Regions from separate parts of the Xenopus tropicalis genome. Here region 2 is linked to region 1. A link is a contact called in public Hi-C data. All regions are on one chromosome and are shown on one strand. Each heading gives the region's core, a stretch centred on a gene start, on an enhancer-like site or on the middle of the called end of the contact. The rest is flanking DNA. Distances are from core to core; before and after follow the strand shown. Region 1 holds the start of mmp17 (matrix metallopeptidase 17). Region 2 has its middle 96 kb from the start of sfswap.

What was found. A called contact is a pair of places that touch in the nucleus more often than the background predicts.
Region 2: a contact with region 1 is called in a Hi-C map of gastrula embryo, with 2.0 times the contacts expected there. The contact joins the enhancer-like site here to the promoter of mmp17 in region 1. A contact is called at or near these places in 3 of 5 Hi-C or Micro-C datasets (gastrula embryo, neurula embryo and tailbud embryo).

The regions. Positions count from the first base shown.
Region 1 is chr1:156,757,031-156,760,984 of UCB_Xtro_10.0, reverse strand. mmp17 (matrix metallopeptidase 17) reads left to right here and starts at 2,121. Exons shown (of 10, transcript NM_001102999.1): 1 at 2,121-2,607. The coding sequence starts at 2,482.
Region 2 is chr1:156,985,652-156,989,425 of UCB_Xtro_10.0, reverse strand. No RefSeq gene overlaps it. Among named protein-coding and RNA genes, the nearest start is that of sfswap, 96 kb to the right of the region's middle. Within about 2 kb of position 1,500, at least 2 of the 11 cell types and tissues checked have an H3K27ac peak or open chromatin away from gene starts, as enhancers often do. A contact at or near this core is called in gastrula embryo and neurula embryo, where this site is marked.

The DNA of each region.
Region 1 (3,954 bases), core at 872-3,371:
ACCCACTTAAAAGTGCTATTTGCAAAAGCTGCCACACAAATCCTCCAAGTTCACGAGACATCCTAGTTCCACTAGATTGTAAGCTTTGGAATGATTACAGCCATAAAAATGAAAAAATAAACATTTCAGGAATTTTACGGTTGCATAAAGTGGAATAAGCATGGATATATCTCTCTCCTGCATTTGCATGCAGTTTTATCTAAATAATTCTATAGTGCTTAAGTAATGTGTATATTTATTCAAATGAAGGGGACAGAATGCCAATAATACATTTTCTTTCTACAACTCAGTGTGTCAGCCCATGATAATGAATATTACAAAGGTAGGTTTGGCTGGAAAAACCCTTCTCCTAAGCCAGAAGTGACCCAAAGGATGATAAAATATTTGGAAAGCTCGTCTACAATTGTGCAGACTTTGGACACAAGACAGATCCGTATAGTTCTGCGTTGTCACACTAACAAAGCCAATTTTAAGATAGAGCAGAAAAGGCATTTGCTTTGGGCTCCCAATGTATCCAAGAGGCTCCTGAGGGTGGAGAAATATAGGTCCATTTTACTTTATTGTATAACAGTTTGTATAAAGAGAAAACACAGTAATACACTATAATATGTGGCCAATAATATATGATATTTTTTAGTATGTACCTGTACATCAGGGATGCCCATTTGTAATTCCTGGAGAGCTATGTGTTAACCTCATCTCCATCAGCTTACTCACAATATAGTTGTCAAGGAATGTCGGGAATTGTATTTCTATGAAAGGTGGAAATGAGAGGCTGAAAAAAGAATTGATGAGGATATAAATACAGTTAGTTACAATAGGATTTTAGACACATTTAATAAGTGTATTACTGTTTTAACTTAATGGAAACAAGACTTCAAGGTGCAGAAGGCAATTATGAAATTAGCATGAATTCTTTTCTTACAGGCATCATCACTTCTGAGCAGACATCAGCCTTCAGGTTTGGAGAAACTACAACTCCCAGCACTGCTAAGGGCTGTCAGTGGCTACAGGGAACTGCACTATAACGGCAGCTGGCATAAAAAATTATACAAATAATTTACAGATAATGTGATGCCCCCTAGGCTCAAGTCTGCACCTACAGCCCCCAGATACAAATGGAATGGGCTCATTCAGGGCTGGGGGACACAAATCTGCAGTACTTAATAGTAAGCACTACTATGCTAGAGAGAAAACTGGGTGCAAGATGCAAAGAGCAGTGCCAAGGAGCCATGACAGAGTTCTATTGTGCCTACTGCCTTGTTCCCATTGCGATATCTTGCTTAGTCTGAATGATGTGCAAGGGGTGCCACCCATGGGCTACTCTTGCTGTACACAGACTGGAAAGGCACAAGCAACATGAAAGAAACACAAGTCTTTATGCCAGTCTTGAAGCACAACCACTAGCACCCAGGTGCAACTCAGAGGTAGCAAGCTGCAAAAATGATAGCCCTTTAGACCTTGATATCACTTTTTAAATGAGCCATTATGTATGCCTTTGCATACATGTCTTTACAGGGGGTGCCAGGCTATGTCCTTTACAGCATAAGCCCCTACTTTCCCAGGCAGTTCCTAAGCTCATCCCCAGTATCTCCTGGAACCTGCACTTCAACAACTGCAGGAGGGCTGGCAGTGTTCTTGTCTCAGTTCAGAGAATATTGCTGCTAATTCTGTAAGTCAGTGTCAATGCTGGTTGGCATTGGGCAGGTTGGCATTAGGCAGGTTGGCAGGAGAGAGTGTGCGGCCCAATGCAGAACACTAGGGATCTGCTGCTGCCATGCTGCAAGCCACTTAGGAGCCAGTCATTCTGCGCCCAGACACTATAGTTCCGATAAGAAGAAAGAAATCCTCCTTGCAAGGCTCAACCCAGCCCTCTATCGCTCAGATGAGATGCAGCAGCTCATCAGCTTTGTGCTTTGAATCTGCACAAAATAATAATTAGATCCACCAGCAGCCCTACCCTCCGTCTCACAAGCCGCTCCCAATGGCAGGGCCCTGGCACCCATAGGCTGCTGAGTTTCCCTTCCCTCCCCCTGCACCTCCCTCGCCATTCTCTCATCTGCACCTCTCGGCAGAGACTCTTTTCAAGCAACAGAAGCTGCAGAGCGCTCAGTCTGTCCTGTCTTTGAACTTCCAGCTGGCTGCCACTGCTGGCTGCGCAGGTCACATCTTAACCCCAGATCCCTTGAAGCATCGGGCTGCTTTCCCCTGTGCCTGTTACCGTGCTTCCCATGTGATCTGAGGAGCTGCCCTTGGTGCTGACAGTTCGATGGTACCTTGACCTGTTGTGCTGAATTCTTCAAACTTCCTTGGATGTTGGCAGAGGTTATGGGATGTGATGTGATGGCATGCAGATATTCTTGCAGCAGGGTCCGACATGTGGAATTGTGCTGATGCTGCAGAGGAGATGTGAAGAAGAGGGCTTGGGTGTACACATGAATGTCGCCTTCATCTACCCAGGGCTGAGGAGGAAGACAAGGGATGCTGTTGATCCCCTCCAAAGAGAGTTTTTGGCACCAGGAGATGTTTCTGATCGGCCTTTTGATTGCTTTACGGGAATCCATGGCAGCTCCAACCCCTACAGCTGAGGATATAAATCGGGGAGTTGTAAGTGGCCAACTGGGCAGTTGTTCTCAAATATAACCAGGATGTGTCTGTATGAGGAAGGGATTGCATAGCACTCACCCTTTTCTGTGTTTCTAGAGAATGATCAGTATTCATTTCATACATCATATATGAATGGTGGGGTTTAGGCTCATTGTGCTGCCTATATAGATTGCAGATATTAACCCAGTAGGTGCTGAAGATGAGTGTAATTAAAATACTGAACTTTTAGTGTAACTGGAGCCACCTCCTCTGGGTGAGACGGAATCTCGTTTTTTTGTGCGTAACTGTGTTGCTGCTAAGGAGTGAGAGGGCTGAGCAGTCCACTTCTATTGTGCAGCCAGAGGATCTGAATTAAAAAGGGTTGGGGATAAATAAAACCTCAGAAAAATAGTGATTTCTAGGTTATTGCAAGGTGTGTTTATTTTACACATCTTTAGCCTACATTCTAAAATGAATAGAATGCAAGGCACTGGCTGTAGAACCCAGCCGGCTGTGCTTCTTAGTGTCAGACTCTAACAGGCAAATAGGTAGGTAAAGAGATGTTTTAATGAAGAATAGCCGAGTTAGGCTCATATTTACATGTTTTGATGAAATAATTAGTCATTATGGGAAGGGGCAGTGAGGGATTCAGAAATGGACATGTCACAGCTCCAAAAGTGGGCTCCATTTTGGGAGGTGTTTGGTATCTGGATAGTTAAAACAATCAGAGACTCGGCAAGCCATAGTAAAATATACAGAAATATATTATCTTTATACAGCCTGCTGTACTGGTTATGTAAGGAGTCTGTCTAGTGGTTGAATGTCAACAGGTTTAAGATCTTTAACAATCAAACTAATTAAAAAATGTTTGCTTTTATTTGTTTTTCTTTATCAGTCAACTGCACTATTTTGTAATTAGGGTTCTAGGGTTTGCTTTATAAATAAGACAGTTCTCTGGGGAGGAGGGGGGGACGATGGATTCATTGGTATGTATAGGATCACCAAGCCAGAGTTGACACCAGCTTGCCCTGTTGCCCTATGTTATTAGCTTGTAATTAATCTCTAGCAAATGCCTGAGGCTGATTTATTCACGACTTGTGTTTTGACACTTAAAAGCCAAAGTATCTTCAGTAAGGATTGCTTCTATGCTCATCATTCTCATAATGGCTTTATTATACTGTAAAGTGCGAAAAGGCTGCTAGAGCTATACCATGTTCTTTCCAAACCGCTCTCTGCTCCGTTTCTTCCTGTAGAATAAGTTGGAAAGCCAACAGGAGGTGCATTTTGGTGCTGAAAAGCTCGTTGCTACTCTGCAAACTCATTATTATAAAATGCATACTACACTGTCCATATATATACAAACCAGGT
Region 2 (3,774 bases), core at 251-2,750, 230 kb before region 1:
ATCATCCTTTTCGCAACTTACAATATTTGAAATCTACTTGTTTCAATCATTAAAAGGGTGAGTTGGAACAAAATTCTCTTGTACTGAATACTTTATTATCTCTCAGCCGTACCGTAAAATAAATCATTTATATATGGCATTATCCATTTGGAACACGCACCTCGCCTTTGATCAGTGTGGTTCAGAATTCTAAGACAAGTATATCCTATGAGTTAAAGCAGTAATAAGCAACAATCGACATTGTAGAGAACGATAACTGCCAGTATTCCCTAATGAGTTGATCTGCTAAGAAAATGGTGGAAATTATGCCATATCTGAGCAATTTACATTGCCTATTCCTGTCCATTAATATTAACCTTTACAGTTATAAATAGTGCTGAGAATGAAGTAGCCATTTACATAAATCCTTCTCACTGGAACCTCTCTATGGCAGACAGGAGTAAACTGGCCAACAGATATGATTTTTTGTTGTGGGCAAAAGCCAATGGAAAACCTAGAGGAGCCACATGCAAAAATACAACCTCCATACTAACCACTGTGCAACACATTCAAATATACAGCATTGAGTAAATACAAAATCTGTTGTCTGTCCAGACAGTTAAATCATATATCCAATGAAGCTTCAAAGCAACAAGTATATTAAAAATCCCCGAATTACTCTATTGTTTGACAAACTCATAATTGAAATTCTTTTGCATAGACCCCTTTGTCCTTTTATATTGTCGTTTAGAAAACATTCCATTAGTAAATAACACTGTCATACCAAAAATATAACTATTGCTCAGTGTAGATTGATATTCTGGCTATGATCAGTTATGTCAAGCTGTGCTATAAAGAAGACATTACTTATAAAGCATTTCTGCTAAGGTGAATAGGAGTGAAAAATGTAATGCTCTGCACATTCTCATTTACATATCAACAATACCTAACATTTCACTGTAGGGAGAATGCTTTTCAAATAACTGTTATTATTTGTCATAGAATGTGTGAGTTTTTTATAGGTCAGCTAAAATCATTGATCAGTGAGTTAAAATTCTCTGATGTCTTTCACTGCCCATAGTGGAGTATTACAGTCGATTTGCTATGAAATCTCATTCCTACTGTTTTTGGCAAATGAATCTGCATTATAGTGACCTAGAGCTGCAACCCCTGACTCCTGACCAGTTATAGGGAATATTTACCACTGAGTGACTTTCAGTCAGAGAAATCAAGTTCTTAAAATAAGGAAAATCTGACACATTGGTTTTAAGCTCTGTAGCAACAGTTTAAAAATAAAATCTATTTTGCTGCCAGTTTCCATAAACTGTATTTATTTCCTCATTTTTATTTCTTACTTATGCTTTGCTACTCTATGTTTTCTTTGGATAAAGCATAATCCTCCAGCCCTCAGGGAAGCAGGTTTAACTGGGCCCAGAATGCAGACAGGCAGGAAGTTAGGTTGCTTAGGGGGAGAGGGAATAAGCAAGGGGACGGACAGTGGCATAAAGGCTTAAATGCCCCAAGGTAAAATTCCCACCAAGGCCCTATGTTTGCACTAGGGACTGGGCCCCAGTGCAGTTGCAACCACTGCTTACCATTTAACACCTATATACCATGTATTACATGCATGTTGCAACTTGCACTAGCCTGAGCACCATTTGCTTTCTGGTCCAAATCTTTGTGTCCTGGGAATTCATAGCATAGATATAGATACATTTTCTATAGAAAACAAGGTGTACTGCAAGAACAAAACTTTAGATCAATTTTTTTGCACCCAGCAAATAAGCCATAAACATCCATGCTTCTTAAAACCCCCATTGAGCATTGAATAGGTGTGTATCTCCACTGGCAGTTCAGTTGAGATAAGTTAACATATTGTACTTGCCTTTGCAATGTGTGAATGAACAATGCTGCAATGTGAACATTGCCCAATAACCTTCAGTTGCATATTATTGAGTCGTTACTTATTGCTTTTTATTATCATTGCAGCCTATTTATTATCATTTGTCAGCCTATTATCATCTCCCACCATGGACAGAATCTAGTAGATTCTGAACATTGTTAACTGCTTTCCGAAATAAAGGGTAATGGGGTGGGCTATTCACTTCTTGTATTATTTCAATTAATTTAAATAGATTTTATTTGAGCTATAAGTTTATAAGTAAATCAGGCAAAACACATTACAACAGGCCAATTAAGAGATAAATGAGGTGAAGGATTTATAACTGTATGAACTTAAGTTTGCCACTTGTCTAGTAGCCTATAGCATTTTCTGGTGAGCTATTTGAAAACAGACTTCTTAGTGGTTGCTATTACGTGGGCACACTTGAGAATTTTATTACAATAATACCCCAAATTATATGACTTTATTTACATTGTAACGTATTCAAAGCTTATTAATATTTAAAATGTCAATATGGCCCATAACTATTCTAGATGTAAGAACCTTTTATGAACCTTTTCCTATTTATGGTATTATAGGCCTAAAAAGAGCTGCCATATTTACAATCCTTTTTGAGTTCACTATCTTTATTAATTAGTTACAGGACTAACCCTCAATCTTACTATGCAATTAGCCTTACTTAATGTTGGTTTTGCAGATGAACACCCAAAATAGAGAGGAATCATCTTACATACATTAACGGCTTTCAGGTTTTTAATAGCAAGAAAATGGAAAAACTTGACCATACCCACTACGGCTGAACTAATCTGCACAACTCATGAACATGCTAGATATGAGTGTATGTTAGTTCTTGCCAGCAATAAAATCAAGAAACATCATAACATCTGGAATATCTGGATAAATATATATATTTAAAAAGTGTTGGCGTACATAGGAAGAGCAAGCAGCTACATTCTCTTAAGCACTGGTCTAAATCTCTGAGCAACAGCAATGCAAGCATTTCATTGGGGTGAAGTCAATGAAGATCTTCACAATGATACAGCAAAATATTTTTCAAATACAGTGTTTGGTGAAATTAGAGATGTTTTGAAAAATGTTTTGCGTAACTTGTTGCCAATTTTGTTTTGCTTCTTTTAGTTGATTGAAAGTGTTATTATGACACTAAGGAAAGCAGGTCAAATAGATATCAACATGAAGGAATCTGTAAAACAGAAAGGAATTGAAACTTTCATCCCAATGAATAACATGAACTCTATGGGAACCAAGCTAATGACTTACTGAGGTCTCTAACACCACAAGCAATTTATATTCTCTGTTTTCTACTGCCATCCAGCTGGTTTCTTTGCATAATTTCCTTATCATAGTAAGGCTTCCTTATCCTAAGGAGAACAGGGATATATTTAGAAGGTAGCTGTGGCTGAAAAAGTGGGATGTTAATATGCATGTTAAAGCTTAGATATAGATTGTACTTTATTGTCTTGACACAAATAACATAATCATACATGCAGAACATTGTGAATCTGAAAATTTTTCAGTGGCCTATACTTTTATTTCTGCTGTTTTTATTTATCATTTATTATAAGTTGTATTGTTTGGCATCCCTTGAGAGGTAATGTGTCACTACATGAAACAAATCAAAACAGTGCACCCCACAAAGGAAAACATGTCTGGTTATTCCCTTTAGCTTCTTAGTCCAGGAACCCTAGTGTACTATTTGTGCTGAATGTTAGTGCACTCAGAATACCTCCAGTGATGATTTGCAAATAAACTTAAAAGCCTCTCCCTCACCTCATTTGCCATCAAATATTTACAGATGTTTCAGGCATACAGCTTCTATTAAACATGCTCCGTAGATGGTGGAGAAAGGTGGAGAAAGCATGTAAGAATTTACA